Linked DNA regions of Mus musculus: region 1 is linked to region 2. A link is a contact called in public Hi-C data. All regions are on one chromosome and are shown on one strand. The core of a region is the stretch at or near the end of the contact, and the rest is flanking DNA. Distances in the headings are between cores, read along the strand shown.

Region 1 (6,160 bases), core at 672-3,171, 4.4 Mb after region 2:
TTAGAAATGAAAGTTACTTCCATTAAAGACCTTTAATTACTATTATTGAAAACCTTCTCCTGAGTGCTTTAATATATTTTGATATTATTCTGGAACTTTAAAACGTGTTAAGCAATAATAAAAAATACAGTTCACAAACTACACTTCAAAGTAACAAAAGTATTATTTGAAATTCCACTTAGTATTTTACACTGAATTCTTTAGCATACTACCTTGTATCAGAAGAGTCTGACCTTAAATAAAGAAGAACTCTTTGAAAGGAAACTCACACAGAACCTCCTGCTCTATCTTGCAGGCCAAAAAGGAAAAAGAAAAAAAGGCAAATGACAAATAGAATTTACTGGCGATCTACTATAAGCAAAATCTCTAAAAGATGCTGTCCATTCTAACTGTCTTTAAAATTTCCTTTCTTATAATACAATATAATTGAAGGGAGAAACAGTGTGCTATAAAGGGTAAAGAAATACTAAGCAATAGAAAAAAATAAGAATACTTTATTTTACGAAATGAATACGGGACCTAGGGCAATGGCTCAGGCCTGGTACTTGGAAGTCTGAAGCAGGAAGATCATGAGTTAAAGGCAAGACTGAACAATTTAGAAAGGCCCTGCCATAAACAAGCACACAAATAAACGAATGAATGGATGGATGGATGGATGGATGAATGGCTGAGGCTCACTGATTGGAGTCTAGACCAGCAAATGTAAGCACACTCCTCCAGTACCCGTCCCAAAAGTAATCTCATAAACACAGAACTTCTGGCAGCAGGCAATGAGGGCACCAGGTTCATATGTAAACAAAGTAAAATTCTTCCTCTTTATTCTAAATCTGGCAACCAAATTTAACCCAACTAAAGAGCTGAGCCAAGGACGTCACAGAAAAAAATTTTTTTTTTTTTAATGTTCAACAGCAACTGGTGTTGGGCCATCGGAAACAAAGTCCTTTGTGAATGCTCATCAGTGGTTTCTGAACTAAAGCCGCCTTTATCAAGCGAGAAAACTGATTGGAAACCATCAACTTTGCACACTAGTTCCTGACACCTAGGCCCCTTCCCTACAAAGCAGCAGTTCGCAGTTCGGGTGAGGACCACAATGGGACCACTAGGCCTATTGTTCTGAGAAACTCAGCACCCGCAGCGCTGCAAGGCTCGAGAACCTGCACAGGTGTGGGGGAGGGCTAGGGGGTGGGGGGCGAAAAGGTGAGCTCAGGGTCATGACTAAGGGGACAAGAGGCCCAACTGGTAGGAGACACAGAGAAAGGAGGGGAGGATAAAGTCATGGCTTGGGGCTACCAGCGGGCGTGACGGGTTAGCCGCGGCGAGGGTCGCAGAGGCCAGGGGCACCGAGCACAGCCGAGGGTGAAAGACTCCGGGAAGGGGAGGCCAGCCTACCGAGGCGGGAACAATGGCCCGAGTCCCTCCAGAAGACAAAAGCACCGAGCTGCGGGCCCCGGGGCGGCGGTTACCTGCGAGAGCTGCCGGGGATGCGGGCAGCCGAAGAGCGCGGAGCTGGAGCTGAAGCTGATGGCTCCTCGGCGGCTGAGGACGTGCTGGGGGACCGGCCTGTCCAGGGGCAGCACCGGCAGCTGGTAGCATACTTCCATTGAACACGTCCGCCTTGGATCCGCGCGGCGCCCGCCAGTCCGCGGTCGCCCGCCCCTGCGCTACGAGGGGGCCGCGCCGCGGGGACCCGGGGCCGAGGCGCGCGCGGGGCGGGCGGCGCTAGTGGCCGCCGACGCCTCCCGGCCCTCCGCGCGGCTGGCGGCGGGAAGGGCTGCAGCGGGCTCGGGAAGCCGGGCGGGCGGCGTTAAAGGGGAACCCGCCGCCCAGGCGCTCCGCGGCGCGAGAGCTGGCCCGGGCCGCGAGCACGGGCGCGGAGCGTAGAGCAGTTCGGCCGCCGGAGCCCTGCCCCCTCCCCTCCCCCGAGCCTCACTCCGCTCCGCCGCCGGCGCGAGCCCGGCGTAATTCACACTTTGCAGCAGCGGACCCTGCGCCAACCACGGCCGCCGCCACCGTGACGTCACGACGCCGCGCCGCATGCCCCGCGCCCCGCGCCGCCGCCGCGCCCAGGAGCCCGCCGGCTGTCCGGACAGGGCTGCTCGCGTCCGCTGCGCTAGGCGCCGCGCCGCGCCGCGCCGCGCCCCGCGCCCCCCCGGCCCCTCCCGCCTCCCCGCAGCTCCCTCCCCGCAACCCGCGGCGCGTGCGCAGGAGAGTTACGTGGGGCATCCTCGGGCGCACCGACCCGGAGTTTGTTCGGCCTACCGGATCGGCGCTGTTTCGTCCGACAGATCCAAAATGCCCAGAGCACCGGGCGCCCTCTCCGTGCTCCGCCCGTCGGGGCACCGCGCGCGTCCCCTGTGGAATTCCCGTACTAGGGCGTCGCGGGAGGCCGCTGCGGCGGTGACGCCAGCAGATCTCGGGGGCTCAGTGCTCCCGCTATGTCACCGTCCGTGCCCTACCTAGGCAAGGTTCCAGTGGCTTCCCTTGGCAAGTGAGGCCCCAGACTTTCGGGGCCTGCAGAGCAGAAAAAGACCAAAAACTCCCGAGCGAGAAGGAGGGTCTTTGGATGGAGAAAAGTGAAATTCTGCAACCAAGAAAATGAGAAATGACGATATTGGGAAGACAAAGATGACAAAGAGACCAAAAGTTCCCCTAGCCAACCATCGCCCTTCTTTGTTAGTGTTTGCTGGCTAGGATGTAAGAGAGCTTTTCACCTGTTTTGGTAAGGTGAGGATATAATTTGCTTGTTCTTTTAAGTTTCTGCCCCAAACTGCCAAAGCTTTTCTGCAGGAGCCGACTGTTTCTGATGCTTTGAGCATCAGATACTTTTAGCATGAACGAGCTCCACACCCCCACCCCCACCCCCGCCCCCTGGCAAAATAGATTTGGATCATTTCTCAGGGCATCTAGTCTCCCAGTTATTTAAGATTGGCAAGGTGGCAGGTCTTAGAAGAAGTACAGTGCTGAGCCTGGGCTTAATGATGCTATAAATTGAGTACCGAGTGTACATGATCAGATAAACGGACAAAGGTGGAAGGTGTATTCTTTTATTATTTAAACCTCGTGCCCCTGTGTATTTTCTACATGCCAGGTCTTCATCATGTTTTACGATCCGTTCTGTGTCATGGAATTTGCCTTCACTAGATGAAGAAGCACTAATGAGATTCTTTTAGTGCAGCAACTGATCTCACTGCTTTTGAAATCCTAATTAGTCCCTGTAGTAGATGTGTTAAGCATCTCACTTGGGATTACACCGAGCACTGTGGGCCACTTAGTCTTCAGAAAGTCGTTTATCAGCTGACTAAATTGGAAGTAGATTCCTAGAAACAAACTTGCCCTACACCTAGGACAGATAAATCTCAAGAACTAACCTCAAGTGATATGTACGGACATGGTGGTACAAACCTGTAATCGCTGCCTTTGGAAAGCTAGGGCAACACGATGAAGAGTTGAGAGTTAAAGATAAGCTCAAGTATCATAGTGAGTTCAAAACCAGGCAGACTACATAGTGAGATTCTATCTCAAACAACAACAACAAATTTGAGTACCTCTACACAAAGTTGATACTGGTAAAATTTCATTGAGTAAAATATACCACATTTAGTAATATCCAAATATTTGATTAATTAAATAATAAGACTCACTACTAAATAGGCAACTAAACAGTACATTTCCAGTAAGGTCTATTTCAGGGTCCTTGTTTGAGCCAAGAGCCCTGGCAGGTATTTTATATACAGTATTTTTACCCAACACATAGTAATTTGATCTTATTTATACAAATGAGCAGTCCCTTTCCAAAACTAAGTCACTTCCTTAGTAAACGCTGGTCTGACTTGAGAGCCATGTCTTCCACCATAGCATGCAGTATTATGTTTTCTGTATTGTTGGGAAGGCATTAGGGTGCATCAGAGGAACTCCAGAAAGGGTGAGGGGAGATGTTAAAGAGAGATTTCAAGAGATTGGCTCAAGATTGCTAAAGCTGATGTCTAGAGAGTAGATGGACAGACAGACAGTAATAGTGGACTTTGCATTCTGGGATCTGAAACTGATAAGAGAAAACTGCCAGGCTGAAAAGATAGGCAGGATTTCTTTCTATGCTGGAGTCTTCAGAAAGAAAGTGCAAATCTTCACTCTTAAACCCTTTAACAGAATAGACAAGGCCCAGCCACTTTGAAGAGGGTAATCTGCTTAACATCTAGAGATTAAGTGTTGCCAGCATCTTGACCTATGTTGGGCCAAACAACTGGATGTTACAGCCTAACCAACATGGCACAAAATGAACCACCACAGAGAGAAACTTTAAACTTAAGTAATGAAAGAAATCCCTTTACCTAAAGCAACAAAAAATAAAGAAATAGAAAAGAAAATCAAGATCCATACAAAGGATGCTTTTATACTTTTATATGCTAGTATGTTTTATACTATACTATACTATAATGTAGTGGAATACACAAGACTTGGATGTTTAACAAGAATGTCCTCTGAATATACAGACTTACAGCACTTTAACATGACCATGGAACATAACATAGTCCAGTGTATTTTAAACAAGATGATTCTAAAACTGCCCAAAGAAGATGGTTACTTAGTACAGTGCTATGAAATAGCAAAGTATGAATATGGATCAAAGAAGCAGAATCACTAAAAGTGGTGCAAAAAGGATTTATTGTAGAGATGTGTTACTATACCAGGCTTTCTGATGGAGAAGCTGGTGTGGTAAGGTTAGGAAGGAATGATTACAGGCTTATAGAAAAGCCACTAAAGTGGCAGCAGGGAGGGGACCTAGTAAAGAGGTTTATGAAAGCCTTCAGCTTCAATGTCTGGTAGTGAGTGTGAAGTCACTAGGCAGCTGCAAAGAAGTCAGAGGCTTGGACAAGTTGTGATCTATGAGAAGAAAATTGGAACCCTTGTTGTTTCCTCACTGTGTCTCACCCCAGTGACCCAGAAGATGCTCGTGCTGTTAGCTAAGGAGCTAGCCCTGGACACAGAGAATAGAGATGCTTCAGGCCTGGGGTACTACTCCTTACCATGAGGCAAGTTGACAGAACAAGACATTTGCACAATGTCTACAATGTTCTATAGACCTTCCACATATAATGACTTCATATCCACCTTTCAAATCTTGCAAGTCTTTGCTATGGGTAGCTGAAACCAGAGCCATAAAAATGGGGCATGGGGGATGGGGAAGAAGGCAACGTCTGGGAAATGCAGACCTAGTTAGCAAAATTGATTATCAGGGCAGAATCACTCCAGATCTATCCATGTCACCCTGACATCCATGATCACTTAAGCATTTCATACTTCTTCCTGGAATATGTAGCTTTCTCTTGTACAGCTCTAGCCAGATCATTCCCTATCCAAAAGAGATTATAAGGTCTTTGAGTTACATTCATTCCTACATGTGGCAAATGACAGAACCTCCCTAATATTCTGAAACTTAAAAACTAGCGTATAAGGCTACCTAGCATTAACCAGTATTGGAAGAGTGAGATAGAGAGAAGTAGAAAATAATTGATTAAGATGTACAGATCTATGTCAAAATACTCATACCTCTTGTCGTCTGTCCTTGTAACTGCATGTGCTAGTGTTCAGATGACTATCACTCATAAATGCCATCTCTCTCTCTATCATGACCATTGCATACTCAGTTTGCCTTCAGGAAATGTCTTAGCTGGTAAGGTTCCTTGCCTTATGAGTGGACCAAACCTTCCCTGAGCAATCTATTATAGGAAGTATTATAGTTTACCCACAGAGTCTGAACACCAAGTACCAAGCACAGTGCTAAAGTCTCCTGCATTTCTTCTTTGGCTGTGTAGCTATGGAGATGACATAAGCATCCCCTCCTGGCTCTGAGAGTTAACTAGGAGTCCAGAATGGTCCAGAATGGCCAAGTGGCAGCCTCAGCTTCCAATATAACTGAACTCTTACTATAAGCCCCAGGGGGAAATTCTCTTCTAGAACATTCAGAGGGAGCAACAACTCAATTTTGGATTTATACTTTTCATAACAATGAAGAATTAAACATCTGCTATTTTGGCAACCAGCTTCTAGCCATTTGTTATAGCAGATCTGGGAAACATACAGGAATGATACTCAGTTCTAATTCTGGGTCAGAACAGGTTTTAAGCTTCTTCTAGATTCATTTCTCTGTGCCAAATATAAA
Region 2 (5,892 bases), core at 2,127-4,626:
GTGGACTCCACTCACACTGAAAGCTTAAATCTAATTTCACAAATGGGGACTTCTCCCGATGATAACAGGGACACTAACAGAGGAGTTAATAACACAGGAAGCCACAGCTAAGCCACATAAGTGAAATTTATCACTCAGCAGCCCTGGGTATGCTATATGTATTCCACACATGAACATGGAGGCTTGAAGACTAGAACAAATCATGCAGGCTTATGTAGAAGGTAAGACCTAGAGACACAGTACAAATCCACAAAACCTGGCTCTCATTCCTTAAGAGGAATGCTGGTAGGTTCACAGGCCAAAAGGGAAGCCAGAGCCAGAGTTTCCATATCAAAGGGACTTGGATCTTTTTCTGGAAGTAATTCTTAGAAAGACACACAGAAAGGCACAGGTAGCAAGAGTCACCCAGACCCTCCGTCTTGTCTGTAAAATGAAGAGATGAATTAGATTGCCTAAAGCTCCTAATTGTCTTAGTTCTAGTCTGTGTTATTCTCTCCTTTGCATCTGTCCCCTGGCTTCCTTGTACACTTAAACAGAAAACCTCTCCTTGGTACAGTGGTCTGTACTGCCCTTCTGGCTGCAAGTCCTGCCTGGCTGATGTCACTGCTTGTCTTCTTTTTCTTCATCCCAGTGATAAAGCTAGAAACTTCTTTGAGCAGGCTTTTATACTGACTTCTTGTATGTGAGCTGTTCTGTTCCTGGTCCTTCCTTACTGGTTCTTTAAGGGCTTCCTTCAGCAGGGCTTCTAGGACTCTCGGTGTGAGAGTGGCCTCTTATCCTGTGCCACTCTGCCTCATCCCTGGCTCTCGAGCTTCACACTCATTGGCACGGCTGGAATTCACCTTGCTTGTGTTTGCTCACTGTTCCCTACAGCCTCCACATCCACTCATCATGGACTCCAAGAAGATCGGCATCAAGTTGACATGGTAGCGGCCCAAAGTAGCACTTGAGATCTTGGGAAGTGAATGGGTTTACCTTATGTAGCCCCCCAACATATGGAAAATATGTAGCACTTAGTAGTAGCTCAATTAATACAATTGTAAAAATGATAACTCATATTTAATAAGCCATAATTGTTGGCATAATGTCAAGCCTTTTTTTACATGTTATGGCACCTAGTTTTCACCATGACCTTATGATATGAATACCATTATTATCTTAGTATTATGGGTGACATGCTGAAACTTAATTCAGAGTCACCTTAGGGTACATGCTGAAAGCATATATATATATATATATACACATATATATATATACATATATATATGTGTGTGTGTGTGTGTGTGTGTGTGTATATATATATATATATATATATATATATATATATATATCCCAGTCAGCTGTCAGCTGGAGGCTTTCTCTTTGGCCAGATGCTTACTTTTGATATAGTTTGCATTGTGTTTTATACAGCTCTGTTTAGGATAAACTTCAAAGCCGTAATTTTCTGATGGCTTCAGGTGGCAGGTGATTAATGTGCACTCACTAACTTAATTCTTACAACAGTCCTAACTGGGTGTAATTATTCTCACTTCCCACATGAGCAAGCAACAGCAAATTAGGATGATGGTTTACAAACTGATGATTAAATAGTTCTATCAGCTTAGAAAACTGCATCATAGACAGTAGGCTAGGGACATGTCTACATACAGGACTCTAGGAGTCCTAAGAAGTGAATGGCTGTTAGTCTCACTAAAAACTTAATACTTTAATGACTATGAAACTATCTACTTATTTCATTAATTATTGAATAAATCATATATTTCTTTGTAAAATATATTAACTAGCTAGATTTAGTGTAAATCAAATGCTTTGTCATTTTGTTTTAAAATTTTGTTCTGATTTATCTCAAAGACTTTTTGTTATCATAATTGGAACATGTCTTAGTAACTTTATATGTTTTTTTTCTGATTATGTTATATATACCCATATATATGAATATATGTGTGTATATGTACATATGAATATGTATATGTACATATGAATATACATACATATATACATAAATTTCCCCCACCTCCTGGGTTAGAAGGAAGTACATTTCTTCCCTCTAAAAACATGAATACATAAGCATTGGTTTTATTTTTACAAGCCCAGTGTTACTATCTGGCAGCCAGTGAATGACTGCCTGGGAGGAATGTCCCCAGTACAGCAGAGCTAGACAGTGACTGATCCACATGATACTATGAAGTCATCTCCATCATGAAGACCTGACAGAAAGAAAATGCCTACAGCCTCTGTAATTTGAAAAGAAAATGAATATGAGATATAATACCTGATGCTCTCTTGACTGTCCAAAGGTGGGCAAGGAGACTCCCTAGCAGGAGCCTGGCTCCCACTAAAACGTACCAGACAGGATGAGGATTCCCGTAGCTGCAACCAGAATTGGTGGGGTCTGAAGCCTTGAGAAGCACTTCATCAAAATCTGTTCTTATTCCACGCACGGTAGTAATGGAACAGGAAATGGGAAACCCCTAGCAAATTGTGCATCTCTAGTGTCACAGATGCAAGGGACTATTTGTGAATTGCACTTTGTAATGGTCCTATAAAACATTCTTCATCAAAAATTTCTTTTGACATCAACCTGAAGAGTCTTGTATAGAGAAGACCATAATTTTCTGAGTCTTAGTATAAGAACAAGGAGATCTACATGTGCATCATCTTTGTGTGGCACTGGGTGAAATAAAGGCACATGATGAGTCTGAGAACACTTAAAATGTAGTCAGATATTTTTCATTATACTTACACATAGATTCTAATATATAGGTAATGTGATGTCTAGGTGCCTCCATAGAAACACAAAAAAACTGTACCCTTCTCAATTTGAATTCTAAATAATATGGCCTCAGGTCCACAATAGATTCAATACAAAAAAATTGTTCTCAAAGTCAAATAAGAAAAAAAGTGTTAGGTGAAGAGAAATGTTTAAATAAAAATACACAAAAAGAACATTGAAAGGTGTGTCCCCGGGACACCCACGGTCCCTGGGAAGCCATACAGCTACCTTTCTTTTCTATTTTTTAAGTTTTGTGTTTTTTGTTTTGTTTTGTTTTGGGGGGGGGGGGTTGGTTTCGGCTTGTCAAATACAAATTCCTTTGCCAGGAAGGGGAAGTTCTCATCTCCTTGGAAGACATTTTTAAAATCCAATTCCAAAAAGCAAAGCGATTTTTGAGAATTGTTGGTTATGTTACATCAACAGTTCGGTGCCTAGGGTTAATTTGTGGAGCAAGCGGGAAGCTGGAGGGCGCCCTGGCGGCAAAGCCGGGTCGTCTTCCCGCAGCCCGGCAGCAGGGGGCCCCCCCGCTTCCCGCTCCCGGCTCCAGGATCCCCGCTCCCGGAGCCTCTAGGACGCTCCCCGCCCAAGGTCAAACTCCGCAGCCGCGTGCGTGCGGGCCGCGGCCGGGTGGCCGGCTGGCCCGCCAGCTCTGGGAAGCGGAGCCCCGCTGTGCGGGCGGGTGACCAGGTCGGTGCTCACAATGGGGCTGGGGAGTAGGGGCGCCGGCCCGCGAGGCTGCGCAGCGCCGGGGCGAGCTGGAGAGCGCGCAGCTGCTGCAGAGCGGGTCGGACGCAGAAGCGGAGAGCAGCCGGAGGGCGCCCCGCCCCAAGCAAGGTGCGGGGGCCCTCGAACACCGAGGCCTCCGCCTGTCACCTCTGCCTGTCACCTCCGTCCGCCACCTCCACGGTCTCCTCCCCTTGCTCAGGTCCACTCGGTCCCTCCCCTGGGCCGCCCAGAGCACCAAGTTGGCGGGAGCCTATAAAAGCCGGACGGTGCGACCCGCGACACACACTGCAGGACCGCTAGACGGACGACAACTTCTGCTCTGCCCCAATCACCGGCGTGACCATGTCCCACCACTGGGGATACAGCAAGCACAACGGTGAGTGGGGAGGCCGCGCGCTCCGGGCCGCGCGCTCCGGGTCTCGGCTCAGGCACCTGCCTCGCTCCGCAGATCCCGGAGCGCAGCTTGGATGCCGGGTCTCCGCTCTGGTACGTCCCTGGCGCCCGACTCAGAGCGCTCTCTAGGATCTGATCTCAAACTTGCTTGGCCGCGCACAGGGGTTGGGAGGGATAACCCAACGCAACACCCGACGACAATACCTATCGGGACCACAGCCGGTCACCCAAGGCTAACCTAGGCAGAATCGAGCAAGGGTTGTAACTAACATTTTACTTGTGTGTAGCAGAAAGGTTAAGGGGAAACACTTGTCCCCTTCACGTCTGTATCTGCTGCACTGTGGCTAAGATTCCCAGCGCACTTTGTTGTGGCATCTTCTGGAGCCCGTTTGGGTCTAATTGCGAGTTTTCCATGCATCTTTCAACTTCTAGTGTTAGAAGGTCAATCGCAGATACCTAGACGTCTTCCAGATCAAAGGCCTTGGTATATGACGCCATCTGAGGGGAAAAGAAGGTGCACTGGCTTGTGGTTGTGTGAACTTCCCAGCAAAGATAGTTCTAAAGGAGGGGCCTGAGCCTGAGTTTTGGTCTATACGGTCTTTACTGTCACCTAGTGTGGCAGCACGAGGTTCTCAGACCTGTTATAATGCCTTAGAATCTATGTTCCAAACTCAGTCACAAGAGGGCTTATATCCCCAGTCAGACCACTCTGTTTTCAGTAGTTCTGTCTAGTATTAGTCACCGAATTTGAGTGAAAAGATCTCAAAATTGCTAACGCTTGTCTGACAATGTTAAGAAATAGATGTATATTGACTCTAATTTTCGTGTTGGCCTTATGAGGTAGACTTGGAATATTATTACCCCATGTTACAAATAAAAGGACTGAGGCACATTTTGTTTTCCTAAATGTTAAGTTAGTATCACCTCCGAATGTTGAACTGAGCAGACTGTCTAGAAACACCAGTGGCTTCCGGTGGCTGGTGTCTCCCTTCCCACAGCAATGACCTAACAGCTCTCTTCTCATCTCTAGGACCAGAGAACTGGCACAAGGACTTCCCCATTGCCAATGGAGACCGGCAGTCCCCTGTGGACATTGACACAGCAACTGCCCAGCATGACCCTGCCCTACAGCCTCTGCTCATATCTTATGATAAAGCTGCGTCCAAGAGCATTGTCAACAACGGCCACTCCTTTAACGTTGAGTTTGATGACTCTCAGGACAATGCAGGTCAGTGTTTAGGAAAACATCCATCGGGCTTTTTAGCCAATAGTTATTTTCGGTCTTAATGGAAAATACAGGGACACCGGCAGGAGGTCCCTGCCACCACAATTTGTGTCCGAAAGCTGAGATGTCACTCTGATTTCTTTCATAGGTCCTAGAAGTAGGCTAATTACTGTGAAGTGTCCTCAGGGACTGTCAGATATGTAGGGCATCAGGCAAGGTGCCTGTGGGATGTCACAGAAAGCAAGTCAGGTCTTTAGCAATACAGAAACCAGGGAATTCACGAAATTTTAAACTTTTAAGATTCCCTTTAACACATTTGTCCTCCTAGATGAGAGCTATCCTCAGTAGGTATGACCTAATGTGTACTGCCTTCAAGTCAGTAGCGCAGAAAGTGATCATAATCTGAATATTTAAAAGGTTGAAGCTCTTGGTAAATATTGTTTGTATTTGTCAGTGTTGACATAGGGTGAGTATATAAAGATATAAGTATCTCGTTCAAAAATTTATTCCACAGTGAAGATTTTTCAGAGTTGTTTGGATATGCTTAGGCAGTTACTGAAAAAAAAAAAATCCAATTACCATAATTTATTTGTAATAGGGCCTGCTGACAGGATGCTGGTGAATGCTTTCTTCTTTATTTAGAAAATGGAGACCCAGTCCCATTTAGACACAGTGGCTGCCTTTACGGCCTGCTGGTTGACTTAATTGCCAGTGTCCTATTTTCCTGAATATTTTCCTTTGAAGGTCGCTGAATGAAATGGGCCTGTAAACACAT

The links. Hi-C and Micro-C count contacts between places; a contact is called where the count stands out from the background.
Region 1: a Hi-C map of the G1E-ER4 cell line shows a contact between it and region 2, with 8 times the contacts expected there. The contact joins the promoter of Pde7a here to the promoter of Car2 in region 2. A contact is called at or near these places in 1 of 39 promoter capture datasets (pre-B cells) and 1 of 484 Hi-C or Micro-C datasets (the G1E-ER4 cell line).

The regions. Positions count from the first base shown.
Region 1 is chr3:19,309,401-19,315,560 of GRCm38.p6, forward strand. Pde7a (phosphodiesterase 7A) reads right to left here and starts at 1,922. Exons shown (of 13, transcript NM_001122759.2): 1 at 1,464-1,922. The coding sequence starts at 1,601.
Region 2 is chr3:14,882,912-14,888,803 of GRCm38.p6, forward strand. It overlaps Car2 (carbonic anhydrase 2), which reads left to right and starts at 3,377. Exons shown (of 7, transcript NM_009801.5): 1 at 3,377-3,875; 2 at 4,923-5,120. The coding sequence starts at 3,842.